Regions from separate parts of the Sus scrofa genome. Here region 1 is linked to region 2. Evidence: chromatin contacts called from public Hi-C data. All regions are on one chromosome and are shown on one strand. Each heading gives the region's core, a stretch centred on a gene start, on an enhancer-like site or on the middle of the called end of the contact. The rest is flanking DNA. Distances are from core to core; before and after follow the strand shown.

Evidence for each region. A called contact is a pair of places that touch in the nucleus more often than the background predicts.
Region 1: a contact with region 2 is called in a Hi-C map of liver, with 2.6 times the contacts expected there. The contact joins two enhancer-like sites. A contact is called at or near these places in 1 of 5 promoter capture datasets (liver) and 4 of 47 Hi-C or Micro-C datasets (fetal liver and liver).

The regions. Positions count from the first base shown.
Region 1 is chr13:12,315,760-12,322,204 of Sscrofa11.1, reverse strand. No RefSeq gene overlaps it. Among named protein-coding and RNA genes, the nearest start is that of RARB, 17 kb to the left of the region's middle. Within about 2 kb of position 4,369, at least 9 of the 83 cell types and tissues checked have an H3K27ac peak or open chromatin away from gene starts, as enhancers often do. A contact at or near this core is called in fetal liver and liver, where this site is marked.
Region 2 is chr13:12,248,390-12,254,424 of Sscrofa11.1, reverse strand. No RefSeq gene overlaps it. Among named protein-coding and RNA genes, the nearest start is that of RARB, 85 kb to the left of the region's middle. Within about 2 kb of position 4,729, at least 5 of the 83 cell types and tissues checked have an H3K27ac peak or open chromatin away from gene starts, as enhancers often do. A contact at or near this core is called in fetal liver and liver, where this site is marked.

The DNA of each region.
Region 1 (6,445 bases), core at 3,120-5,619, 68 kb before region 2:
GCAAATGCTTAACCCACTGAGCAAGGTTGGGGATAAATCCCTCATCCTCATGGATGCTATGTCTGGCTCTTAACCCACTGAGCCACAACAGGAACTCTGAGTTATTGTATTATTTATATATTTTGAATATTAATCCCTCATCAGATTTTTTGATTTGTAATATTTTCTCTCGTTCCATAGGTTGCCATTTCATTTTGTTACTGGTTTCCTTTGCTGTATTATTTTGATTTTAGTGATGATTTCACAGGTGTATAATATGTTAAGACATCAAATTTTACACTTTAAATATATGCAGTTCAATATATGTCAATCATACCTCAACGGAGCTGCCATAGAAAACTGTATTTAATATTTATTACCCAGTATAGTTCAGGCACTGACCCTTGAGGATAAATGCTGGCCATGCCAGTGTGTACAACTGAATATCAACCAGCCTTGCTTGCAAAGGTGCTCGACTTCATTGGTTTTCTGGGAATGAAATTTAAGACCACAATGTAATTGCACTGTATACCTACCAACGTGGCTAAAATGAAAACAAACAAGAAATGATACCAAGGGTGTGCAAAGATGTGAAGAAATCTGAATTTTCATACACTGCCAATGGAAATAGAAATTTGTATAGCTATATAGGAAAACCATTTGCTAGTGTCTGCTAAAATCTGATATACATCAGTCTCTAGTACTTGGGGATTGTAATCCTACATATGTATCCAATAGAAACATATATATGTTCACTTAAAAGACATGTACCACCAAAAATGGTCAGGGTAGGGTTAATCATAATAGCCATAAATGGAAAACTAACCAAATATCCACTAGTGGTGGAATTAATAAATAAAATATGATATATTTGACCATTAAATACTGCTGAGTAATGAGAATGAATGATTTTTTTTTTTTTTTTTTTTTTGGCTATGGCATGAGGAATTTCTAAGGCCAGAGACTGAACCTGTGCCAGAACAGTGACAGGGTCAGGTCCTTAACCCACTGAGCCACCAGGGAACTCTGAGAATGAATGAATTTTAACTACATGCAAAGGCATGGATGAATGCCACAAATGCCATAAAATTGAGTGAGAGAAGCCAGAAACATGCAAAAAAGTACAATGCCATTTCCATTTTTATAAAGTTCAGAAATAGGGCTAATTAATCTACGATGTTATAAGTTAGGATGCCTGTCACCCATGGGTCAGGATTAGTGACCAGAAGGAGGTAAAAAGCTGTCTTTTTCTTTTTTTCTTTTTAGGGCCGCACCTGCAGCATATGGAAGTTCCTAGGCTAGGAGTCAAATTAGAGAAGCGGCTGCCGGTCAGAGTTCCCGTAGTGGCCTAGTGGTAATGAACCCAACTAGTATCCATGAGGACGCAGGTTTGATCCCTGAACTTGCTCAGTGGGTTAAGGATGCCATGAACTGTGGTGTAGGTCGCAGATGCGGCTCGGCTCCCACGTTGCTGTAGCTCTGGTGTAGACTGGCAGCTGTGGCTCCCCTAGCTTGGGAATTTCCATATGCTGCAGATGCAACTGCCAGCCTGCGCCACACCCACAGCAACACTGGATCTGAGCCGTACCTCCCGCCTATGCCACAGCTTTCAGCAACACCGGATCCTTAACCCACTGAGTAAGGCCAGGGATGGAGAAAAAATGTTGGGTCCTTAACTGGCTGAGCCACAATGTGAACTCCCAGTGTTCTGTTTCTTGGATCTGGCTGCTAGTAAAATGTATATGGTCAGTTGTAAAAAAAATTCCCAACTCTATTCTTATGATTTGTGCACTCGTTTCTATGTTTCAAAAAAAGTGTTTACTTAAAAAATATAGATGAGACATAGGACTGACAGTTTTTTTTTTTTTTAAATTTCTCTCAATTGATCCTTGGATTGAAAGGTTTGAGAACAACTATTCCAGTCAACAATCTTGAGAAGGTGAGGAGGCCTCACCACAACCACGTCAAACACGGCAGGGGGCGGGTGGGGGGGAGGGAGGCAGGGAGACTGGGGCAGGGGTCACTACAGAACCAGCTTTGAATATTTAACTCTAAAGTACAAAGAGCATTTGCTGAAACCTCATGTCAGCATGTACATAACTGGGTCTCTTATTTAATAGCAACACCTAATGAAGAAACAACAAGCCCTCAATATAATAGGATATCATTTTTATCTTTTAAATAAACACCCAAGAAATTAAACTTAGGAGAAAGAAGGGAAGAAGGGACAGAGGACAAAAGAGAAAATAAAGATCCATTTTCCTTTAGATAATTGATTGCTGTCAATTCCCCACCAAGAAGCACCTTGACCACAGTGTAATAATAGAAGCCAAGAGTGATTAGATAATTTACAGACTCATTTCCAGGGGCTGCCCAGCCTGTGATCACTATCCTTCGTGCCACTTACAAGTCCTAGATGAAAGACAATTTTTGAAAGCAGGACTGGTGATTCCACTTGCATTTGGCCATTTCCCCAAAGTCAGCTGCCTCTCTCCTGTCTTCGCCCAGCCCTCAGTTCCTAGCTTCCTGTGGCACTTCTCCAGCTGGAAGCATTTTTCCAGCTCCCTCCCTCTTCCTCGGAGCCCCTGTGTCTCTTCCAGTGGTCCCCGCATCTTCTGGGCTTGCTGAGGTTCTGGGTAGCTTGGGACCTCCTCTCTGGATGCCCAGGGGTCACTGTCCTTTCAGCCAATAAATTCTCCGTTTTGGTACCAACCCATCAAGACGAAAGAGTATGGGCCAGGCCCTGAAGGACATTTCCTTGACCTTGGTATAGAGTACTGGATCTCAACTAGGGACAGTACTCTCCTAGGCTGTTTTTTGAGTCTCTAGGAGATATTTTGGTTGCCTCTTTGACTGAGGGCACTCCTGGAATTTAGTGGGTGATGCTAGAAATGTCAGCTGTTTTGTACAGTGGAGAACTACCCGTGTTGCACGTGACCTTAGAAGGTAGGTAATCCATGAAGGTAAGTAACCTGGACCTAGAAACAAATTTCTTCTTGTCCAAACACACAAACTATTTTTTGCTTGGTTTTAATAGGCCCTGGATCTTCTAAGAATCAATTCCCTTGTGGATCGAGGAAAGACCATTTTATTTTATTTTTTTGGCTGTGTCCATGGCATGCAGAAGTTCCTGGGCCAGGGACTGAAACAGTGCCACAGCAGCAGCCTGAGCCACAGCACTGACAATGCCACATCCTTAGTTGCTAGGCTACCAGGGAACTCTAGAGGAGCTTGTTTCATATTGTGCAGAACTTTATTAAGAATTGTTCATTCTTTCAGAAAAATCACGTTGATTTGCCAAAACCTCACCTCTCAGTTTGCATCATAGCTGCTGCTTTCTTTGTGGTTCTCTATAAAGATATGAACGTTAGGCTACCTTATCTTGTTTTCTAGCAGAGACATGTCCCAAATTTTCATACTAAAACATAAGTTCTCCTATTATAAATACCTTTCATTTCACTTTTCCTTTACATTATCATTGGGAGATTATGATGATTTCTTTTTTTAATGTTTCATGCAGGTAGATTATGTTAATCTATGAATTTCATTTCAGAACCAAATAGGATGTTTTATAAAGTATTTAGTAGATAGTGGAGATACCAAGTCCCAAGGGGCTGGAATCCACTAATTTACAGAAAAAAACTCCAATTCCTCAGAAAATTTCTCAAATGCTTTTGTAAGATCTTAAATTTTTATGCCAAATATAAGCTGACCTTTGCCCAGTGGTGTGCTGGTAAATATTTAACAACTGGCTCTCTGTGGGGGAGAAGCTCTGATTCACAGTATTTGCTGATTTCCATGGAGTAAATACTCTGACCATGGCCAAGTTCAAGAATCACCTAACATGACATCACTGGACCCAGAGTTGGAGAGAGATATCTAATATTAGCTCCTGTAAATTGACCTAAGTAAGGGGATCCGAGGACCCTTAGGCTATCGAATTTCAGCTCAGACACCAGCCCATTTTTTCCCCCTAGGTTTTCTCTATTAGGGCTTAGGGGACCATCAAGTAAATTAAGCAAAGAATAAATAAATGAAACAAGTCATGGCTTACTTTGCGTAACATAGATACCACAAGGCTCAGAGTCAAAGGGAAGGAAGACAGATATGCATGAAAGAATTCTCTATACAGTCAGCTGATGTCAGCTGAGACTTCAGGATAAAAAGAACTGCCTTGTTCATGAGAACCAGAGGACAGGGTAGTTTGTTGCCAGTATGTATTCTGCCACTGGTTTGAGAGAAAACTCTAGAGACAGCTTTATAAAACTTTTTAAGGGCAGCACCTGGGAAAGGACCACTGGATTATCCAGCCAGTTGGAATCCCTGGGCGTCAGGCTGTGCCCGCTTGGTCACAGCTTAGCCTGTAATTGCTTGAGTCATAGGGTGACCCACAGTCAGTTGTTCTGTTACCAAATTCAGGACTGGGAGATCCACACAGCATGTTTGGTCAGAGTACAAAGTCTCAACAAGAGGACTGGTGGATGAATTATCAGCAAAGAGAATGGATGAAAACAAGAACTGGATTTGTGTAAATGGTGCTCAAATATGAAAAAAGGATCAAGATCTGTAGCACTGAGAGACTGTCTGATGTAAATCCATGCATATCTGATTTAGAATTTGTCCAGGACCAAAGTTAGCCACGTTTTCACTGTTGGTGCAACTTCCCAATAAAGAACACTGGAACAGTTCCCGATGTGAAAGCAAGGCCTCACTGTATAAAAGGCATTAAAGTACCTTCGGTACCCATGGAGTTAGTAAGAGTGAAATTTCTGGAGATTGGATGTGACGGACCCTGGGTTCTCTTTGTGGCATTAAATGTTGCGTACTATTAGAGGGGACACCACCAGAGGCCTTTGGAATAAATGAAGCTAAGTTTTGTTCAATTTAAATGCTGCACCCCTCTTTAGCGCTTTCAAATCTTCAGAAATTTCAAGCAGAGTCCCTCAATTAATGCTAATGACCACTGTCATTCTAGGATTTCACATTCCCCATGAATCCTGAATAGTCAAGTTGTTCACAGAAGAGTTAACACAACTTTGAATAAAGTCTTGAGTTGATGATGAATGTGTTCCAGACATGCAAAAGTTTATGGTGACTGTCAACCAAGAAAATGTGCAAGCCCTGCAGAAAATGGCATATGGCGCGCGATCTGATGAGGGGAGAGAGGGTTCGTGGAACCATACCGAGCAGATGCTTAATGACAAAAGCAAAGTCAGTTGCATGGTCTCTTGAGGAAACAACAAGAAAATAAAGGTGAAAGAATTTTTTTTTGTTGTTGTTGTATCAGGAGAAGCAATTCATGAGCTACAGGAGAAGAAATTCATGAGCTACACATTTTCTTCTTGGTATCAAGGAGCAAAGGACAGAGAGCTCATGTTGGGGGGCTAAGGCTACTTTGGCAAGGGGCCCAGATTGTCAGACAGAATCACAAAGGACCTGCTGCACTGGTGCTCTCCCACCTAGGTATTCAATAGCAGAGCTGTTACTGCTGTTGTTATCTATCGTTTTATATGCCACAGTGGCATTTGCTGTTATTGCTTGCTTTGCTTGCTGCCTGGGGCCAGGCAGATCATCCCTTAACGATTCTTTGAGGGAAAAAGAATGGGTAGCACTGGAGATACTGCATGAACCATACCTCCAGTGTCCTATGGCAACTGTGTGCAGTGAGCACTGACTGTTTACCACCCATTAAGTCAGGTGTTACTGAGGAGTCAAGAAGCGAGCAGCTGAGCGCATCCTGTGTGGTTGATGAAAGATGACAGGTTAGGTTTGTGTCTTAGATTGGGTTCTTCACAAACAGACACCAAGAGAAGGTTTTGAGTGCATGTAGTTTCTATGGGGCATCTCAGGAAGCAGTGGTGGGCAGTGAGGGAGGTGATACAGGTACAGGCTGTGTCACTTCGAAGTTGTCCCGTGGGCAGCTGGAGTTCAGTCCTGCTAGGGGTCTTGGGGGAAAGTGTAGAACACACTTGAGAGCCATCCTCCCCAAAGAGCAAGAAGGCTGGAGGATTCATGCACCAACTTCCCAGGGGCCCTTTCTGAGAGTTGTTTAATCTTCAGACACTTCCATTTTGCATGGCCTGAGAGCCAAGATGCTCTTACGGTCAGGAAAAATGCCTTTGGGCAGAGAGCTGCAGGTGTTATGTAAGCAGCCTTTGGTTTGTGCAGAGGGGAGGGTGAAAGGAAATGAATGGGGCTGACAGTTTTCTGCAGGCGTGTGTGTGTGTGTGAGCATGTACAGATATAAAAAAAGATGGACCTTGAAGAATGGAACTAAGATGGGCATGAAAAGGGGCGAGGTCACAGCCAGCTGGTAGAACAGTGCTCAGAGGTACAGAAAGAGGAAATTCAGAGTAGAGTCAGGGATGGTAATGATTATTATACCTTTAACTGAAAATGTACTGTAGTCAAGTAGGCACCTTGTACATATTATAAACTGTTTCTCCAGCAACATTCAAATGTTGTT
Region 2 (6,035 bases), core at 3,480-5,979:
TGATGGTCGCACACGCCACGTTGGGGGGTTTCGGCAGGTGCATTTTGCTGCTGCTCGTTTCTTTGTTAATCAACCCGACCGCTTGTAATCCCTCTGATGTAAACATTATTCAGACATGAATTGTTCTTGACTTGTTCATATGAAGACTTGCCCAAGATCCTCAGAACCTCAGACTGAAATTAGTCAACATAATTGTTTTTCACAAAGTATCACAGGCTGCTTTACTCTTGAATAGCTCAAAAGTTCTCCACCAACTTGAGCTTCTAGCTTATTTTCAAATACGATTTTATGAAAGAAGAAATGAAGGATTTATTTAGGCAACTGGCTTCAAAAAGTGATCCAAGTCAGTCAGAGGAATTTTCTGGAATATAATACCAAGCTCCTGATTCTTAGCTTAAAACGTCGCCAACCTGCTGTCTTTGGTCTCCACGTTAAGCCACACACTTAGAGGCTGTCATGGAAGGTGGGAAACTCAAGCTTTCCTCTCATAAATCCTGTGTCTTTCTGTCTGCTTGAGGTTTCTATTTTATGAATTGCCTTCTTCTGTCCTTTTAATCAGTTCTTCCTGTAAACTCTATTTTCCTCACTATATGCCTTATAATATAAGACAGTAGTTCCCAAACTTTGCCATGAGCTGTATAGGTCCACTGCAGCCATGAGAGAAAATGATTGGGTAACAATTATCCCATGATTTTTTTTTTTAACCTCTGGAATTTCTTTTTTTTTTGGGGGGGTTGCATAGTTGAATAGGACTTAGGAAAGTAGCAAACCATATATCTATCAGGAAAACAGCACATACTGGCTTAGCAAAGGCAGTAACAGTTTAACTCAGTATTTCCTAAGCTATTTATTTAAAGAAGTGGGTTCTAATTATATACCTAAAAACTCGTATTGAAATTAATTATACCTTAAAAAAAAATAAAGAACTGGATGTGGGAATTTTTTTTTTCAAAATTAAAAAAAAATTTTTTTTTGTCTTTTGTCTTTTTAGGGCCCCAACTATGGCATATGGAGGTTTCTAGGCTAGGGGTCCAATTGGAGCTGCAGCTGCCAGCCTATGCCACAGCCACAGTAATTCTATATCCGAGCCTCGTCTGTGACCTACACCACAGCTCACGGCAATGCAACATCCTTAACCCACTGAGCTAGGCCAGGGATCAAACCTGTATTTTCATGGATGCTAGTCAGGTTCGTTAACCACTGAGCCAAGATGGGAACTCCCAAAATACTCTTTTCTTGAATAAAGTTTTTTTCCTTCAGATTTTCTCTTAATTAAGAGCTTTGTCTTCCCTTCTATTCCAAATACACGAACTATGGCTTGAGATGAAAAAGCAGAGATGAGAAAAAAAATTAATTTCCTCCTCCAGACTTTCATACCTCTCTCTCTCTCCACAATGATGTACTTTAGAGACCACAGGGGAAAAAACTGCAAATTTTCACTTGGGAAACTATTGACTGAGGACATTCTATAGGCCTAGCACTCATTGTTTTTCTGTCATGTAGGCTGGACTCCTCATTCATTGTCAATGCCACAGTCTTTACTACCTTAGATTCTTTCATTTACTTTGTGCTTTAGATGAGATTTAAGTTCAGGTCAAACTATGATAGCTAACATTTCTGTTTCTGTTCTCACATCATTAAAAAGAGAAAGATGAACTGCCACATCAGAAAGATGTAGCATCAGGCAGACCCATGTTCAGCTGCAGGTAGTAGAAGACCCTAGTATAGTGGCCCCAACAAAGACAGGTCACTTTCCTTGCCACCTCATTAGTCCAGGTACAGGCATTTTGCTAATGTTGGGTCCAACTGAACCAAGAAGGTTGGTGCCTGCTCTGCTTCTCCCTTTCATGGCGAAACCAAAGGCTAAATGGGTCTTGGGGGAGCTCTTGAAGAGCCTTTGCCAGAAGATCAATCCTTGCTCAACTTCCGGAGATTTTTTTGTCATGGTTGACATCCAAGTTCCTTTGCTGATAAAGAGCTAAAGTGCTGGAAATACTGTGTTAAGTCTACACATTAAAAGAATATGCACAAAGGACTATTAGTTCCACCTTCCCTTCATACCACCAGTGAACTCATCACTTTCTTGAACTGAAATAGAGGATAATTCCAAGCCTACCTGACAAAGTTCAGATGCTTGGTGAAACTGCAACTCGAGTGTCTAGGTTGCTCATTTCCTAATATTAGTCGTTTGCTAATTCATTCATTCAACAGATATGTGTTTGTGTTCTACGATGTGCCACATGCTCTGAGAGGTGCTAGGAGATAGTGGTGAATGAGATGCACATAGTTTCCTTTTCTAGGAAGTTTGACTTTTAATGGAAGAGACAAATATTAATTACTTAACTATGAGTGTGATAAATGCTACAGAGGGGAAGTACCAGGTAAGGTGAGGCTATTCTAGGAAGTTAGAGTGGTTTGAGGTGTGTCAGGGGAGGCTTCCCCAAGGTATACTGAAACCACAGTTTCTCAGCCTTGGCACTGCTGACACTTGGGGGTAGCGACGTCTTTGCTGTAGGGGCTGCCCTGTGCATTGTAGGGTGGTTAGCAAGATTCCTAGCCTCCTCCCGCTAAATGCCAATAGCTTTCCCCTCTCCATTGTGACAACCCCAAATATTCCTTGGGGGCGGGGGGAAGGGGGCAAAACTGTGCCCAGTTCAGAACCATGGATTTAAACAAAGACTGGAAAGATGCCTACTGGACTCGATCACACCACAAGGAGATGACAACAATCGTGTTCATCTTTCACCCAAATCTCTTTCCTTGGTATGCTTTTCAAGCCTTTTTGCTTTATTCAGAAATCTTTAAAAGTCACTTCTTGTAGAAGTGTTTGTTGAATAATTGCCAAATAGGGGCTAAATCCTCTCTGGTTTGCACCCTGGCTAAACAGTGTGTCCTATAACCTTTTCCTACTCACCGTTTCACCAACTGCAGGGTGCCATGAAGTCTGGAAGCATAGACGGTGTTGTTTCACTTTTCTGCAGGTCGAAGGCACCCTAGAGGACACTGTGCACATCCACCTACATGTCCAGACTGCATGTACCCTATGTCCTGCTCCCCTTCTTCTGACCTGTCCATGCATGGGCCCTGTCTTAGATGCTACAGTGGGAATGAGAATAAGGAAAGAGCTGTGCTGTCCAGGAACCCCATCTCCTGCTCACCCCGGGGGCGGTACTAACTGAGTGCTAGCGGGAACCCTTCTGTGTGCACTGATTATTTCCTGCTGTTTGTGTGTTCCTTCAAATGAAAACAGATGGAGAAGCAAGGCAATGCCCATTTAGTCCATGACTCAGCACTCATGGTGGGAAGGGGAATATTAGCAGAAGACTTCCTGATGGTAATTCTGATAGTCAATGATTAATGACAATGACTCTGCACTTACTCTGATAACCCGCCACTAGAATAGCAATTCCACGAGCCTTGATTCTTCCTAATTATTTGCCCAATCAATCCACACTTGGTTTTCACTTGCTTTGGGCTCGGGCGATGGCTTCCCCAAAGTAAGATCTTTCTTCAGATTCTCTGCTGGGCTTTTGACCTATGTTCTTCTTCCCAAGACAGAGCTTCCCTCTTAAATCTTTCTGGCCTATCACCTGTCTGTCCAAGTCAATGGCCAAGGAGAGCAAAACTGAAGGGAGGCAAAATATTTCTTTCATACTTTGTGGAGCCATATCCTTTGAGTGAAAAAAGAAAGTACTGCTGTGTTTTCTAAGTCTTTTTGTTTTTTTTTTTTTTTTTGGTCAGAACGACACAGTGATTCACATATCCAGGGTTCTTAGAAAATAAAACCAGAGGTACAAGAACCAATAACAATATACATTTCTATTTTTTTTTCTATGAAAGGGAGCTTGATGGTGGTGACTCCTTCCTCATGTATTACAAATAGATTTTATTTTATTTTATTTTTTTCTTTCTAAGGCCTCACCAGTGGCATATGGAGATTCCCAGGCTAGGGGTCCAATCAGAGCTGCAACTGCCGGCCTAGGCCACAGCCACAGCAATGCAGGATCTGAGCCGCATCTGCAACCTATACCACAAACTCATGGCAACGCCGGATCCTTAACCCACTGAGCAAGGCCAGGGATCGAATCTGCATCTTCATGGATGCTAGTCAGCTTCGTTAACTGCTGAGCCATGACGGGAACTCCTGAAAGCAGATTTTAAATTTTATAGGAATCATGGCTCAGAATGGACGGGTGGTTGAATCTAGAACTCAGGTAATTGAGAGATTAATCTATTATCCCATGGAGGTGAAAGCCTCTCACCAGGGGAGCCCCTACAGGGAAAAATTCCCTAGACCAGGGCAATGAGGTGAACATAGAAGGGCTGCAAATCTCCCTTCCCTTCCAATGGCCCTCGGAAGCATGTGGAATCAGCCTGGCATGGAGATGGAGGAGGGGGGCCCTATCACAGGAAGGACAGTGGCAGCTAGTCTGCATTTCGGGTCAGTGACCTTTGTCCTGAGCGTCCCCTCTCACTTTAGGCATCTGTTTCCGAAGGTTAGTGGGCTGAAGGTCTTCTTTTTCACGTGCCCTTACAGGGCCTTTCCACCCACTCAGGACCTCCGCAGGTCTTAAGCTCATGGTCGTCTCCACCTTTCAATAGTTTATTTCTGAGAAACTGTCTAAATCACAGCACAGAGACGGTGGCCAGAGTTAGGTGAGATTCAAGCAGTGTTCTGTGGGAACTGCCGAGGACAAAGTTCTTTTCCAGAAAATGAACAGGTTGCCAGGCATTGCAGGCTATCTTATTAACTGGACCCTGTCCTCAGTCCTTCTCTGGAAGTGCCGTGCAGGGAGCCTGGGATGAAATACGATGCAATCATGCATCCCAGCCCAGGAGACAGGCCGTATAGGAGCGAGGAGATCCTTGCTCAGTTGTGGATGTTAAAGCTAGAATACCCTTGAGAGTTCCCAGGGTGGTGCAGTGAAAGTGAATCCGACTAGTATTTATGAGGATTCGGGTTTGATCTCTGGCCTTGCTCAGTGGGTTACGAATCCAGTGTTGCCGTGGAGCTGTGGTGTAATTCGCAGACTTGGCTCAATCCCCACTTGTTGTGGCTGTGGTGTAGGCTGGCAGTTGTAGCTCCAATTTGACCCCTAGCCTGAGAACTTCCATAGGCTGAGGGTATGGCTCAAAAAGCAAAAAAGACCAAAAAAAAAAAAAAAAAGCCAGAACACCCTTTCTTTGAAAATGCTCTCCGGTTAGGCAAAGGGTATGAGGCCTGTTTTGGTAGCGCAAGGCAGTGGGAAGAGACCCTGGAGTGTTTCTCCTATAGGATGTCTCCAAAGGGTTTAATATTTTCATTTGATGTGAATTCCATCTCTTGTTAAGCTACCCTTGGATTGTTAAGAAGTAAAGGACATAGAACCTTCAAATGAAAGTCTTGTTGCTGCTACAGTCTCAGGAAGCCTGATATTTAAATATTCATCAGGTGGAATGTAGTGGGTACTGCTACTCAGAATTGACCTGTGCCAGGAGGCTCCCTGCTATGTCAGTAACTGTTGAGTGCTGATTTGGGGAAGGGTCGGTGAGGAGTTCTTGTGGGTCAACCCAGGAGATCTTCTTAGTGGTGGGGGGGCTCAGGATAGTGGACCCTTGAACAACACAGGTTTGGACAGCATGGGTCCACTTACACGAGGGTTTTTTCAATAGTAGAAAAAATCTATGTGATTTGCAAATGGTTTAATCCACAGATGTGGAACCTTGGATATGAGTTATATGTGGATTTTCAGTGGCACTGGGTCGGGGCCCCTAAGCCCTCTGGCATTGTTGAATGGTCAACTGTATTTCACTCTTTTAATAACCAAACCGCTATCAGCCTCGCTTTCTTTCATGGATAAACTTAAATGAGTGAATAGATGAATGACACACAAATAACAACTTATGAATGATGAAGTTGTCCTGAGTTTGCCAGAAATCTACAGAAGCTTCTAAGGCTGATTTCAGCCTTTTCCTGGGAACTTTCCTATGCATAAGAGGTTGCTGAAGAACCAAGCAGGCTGACAGCTGCCTTTTGGCCACATGTCAGTGTAACT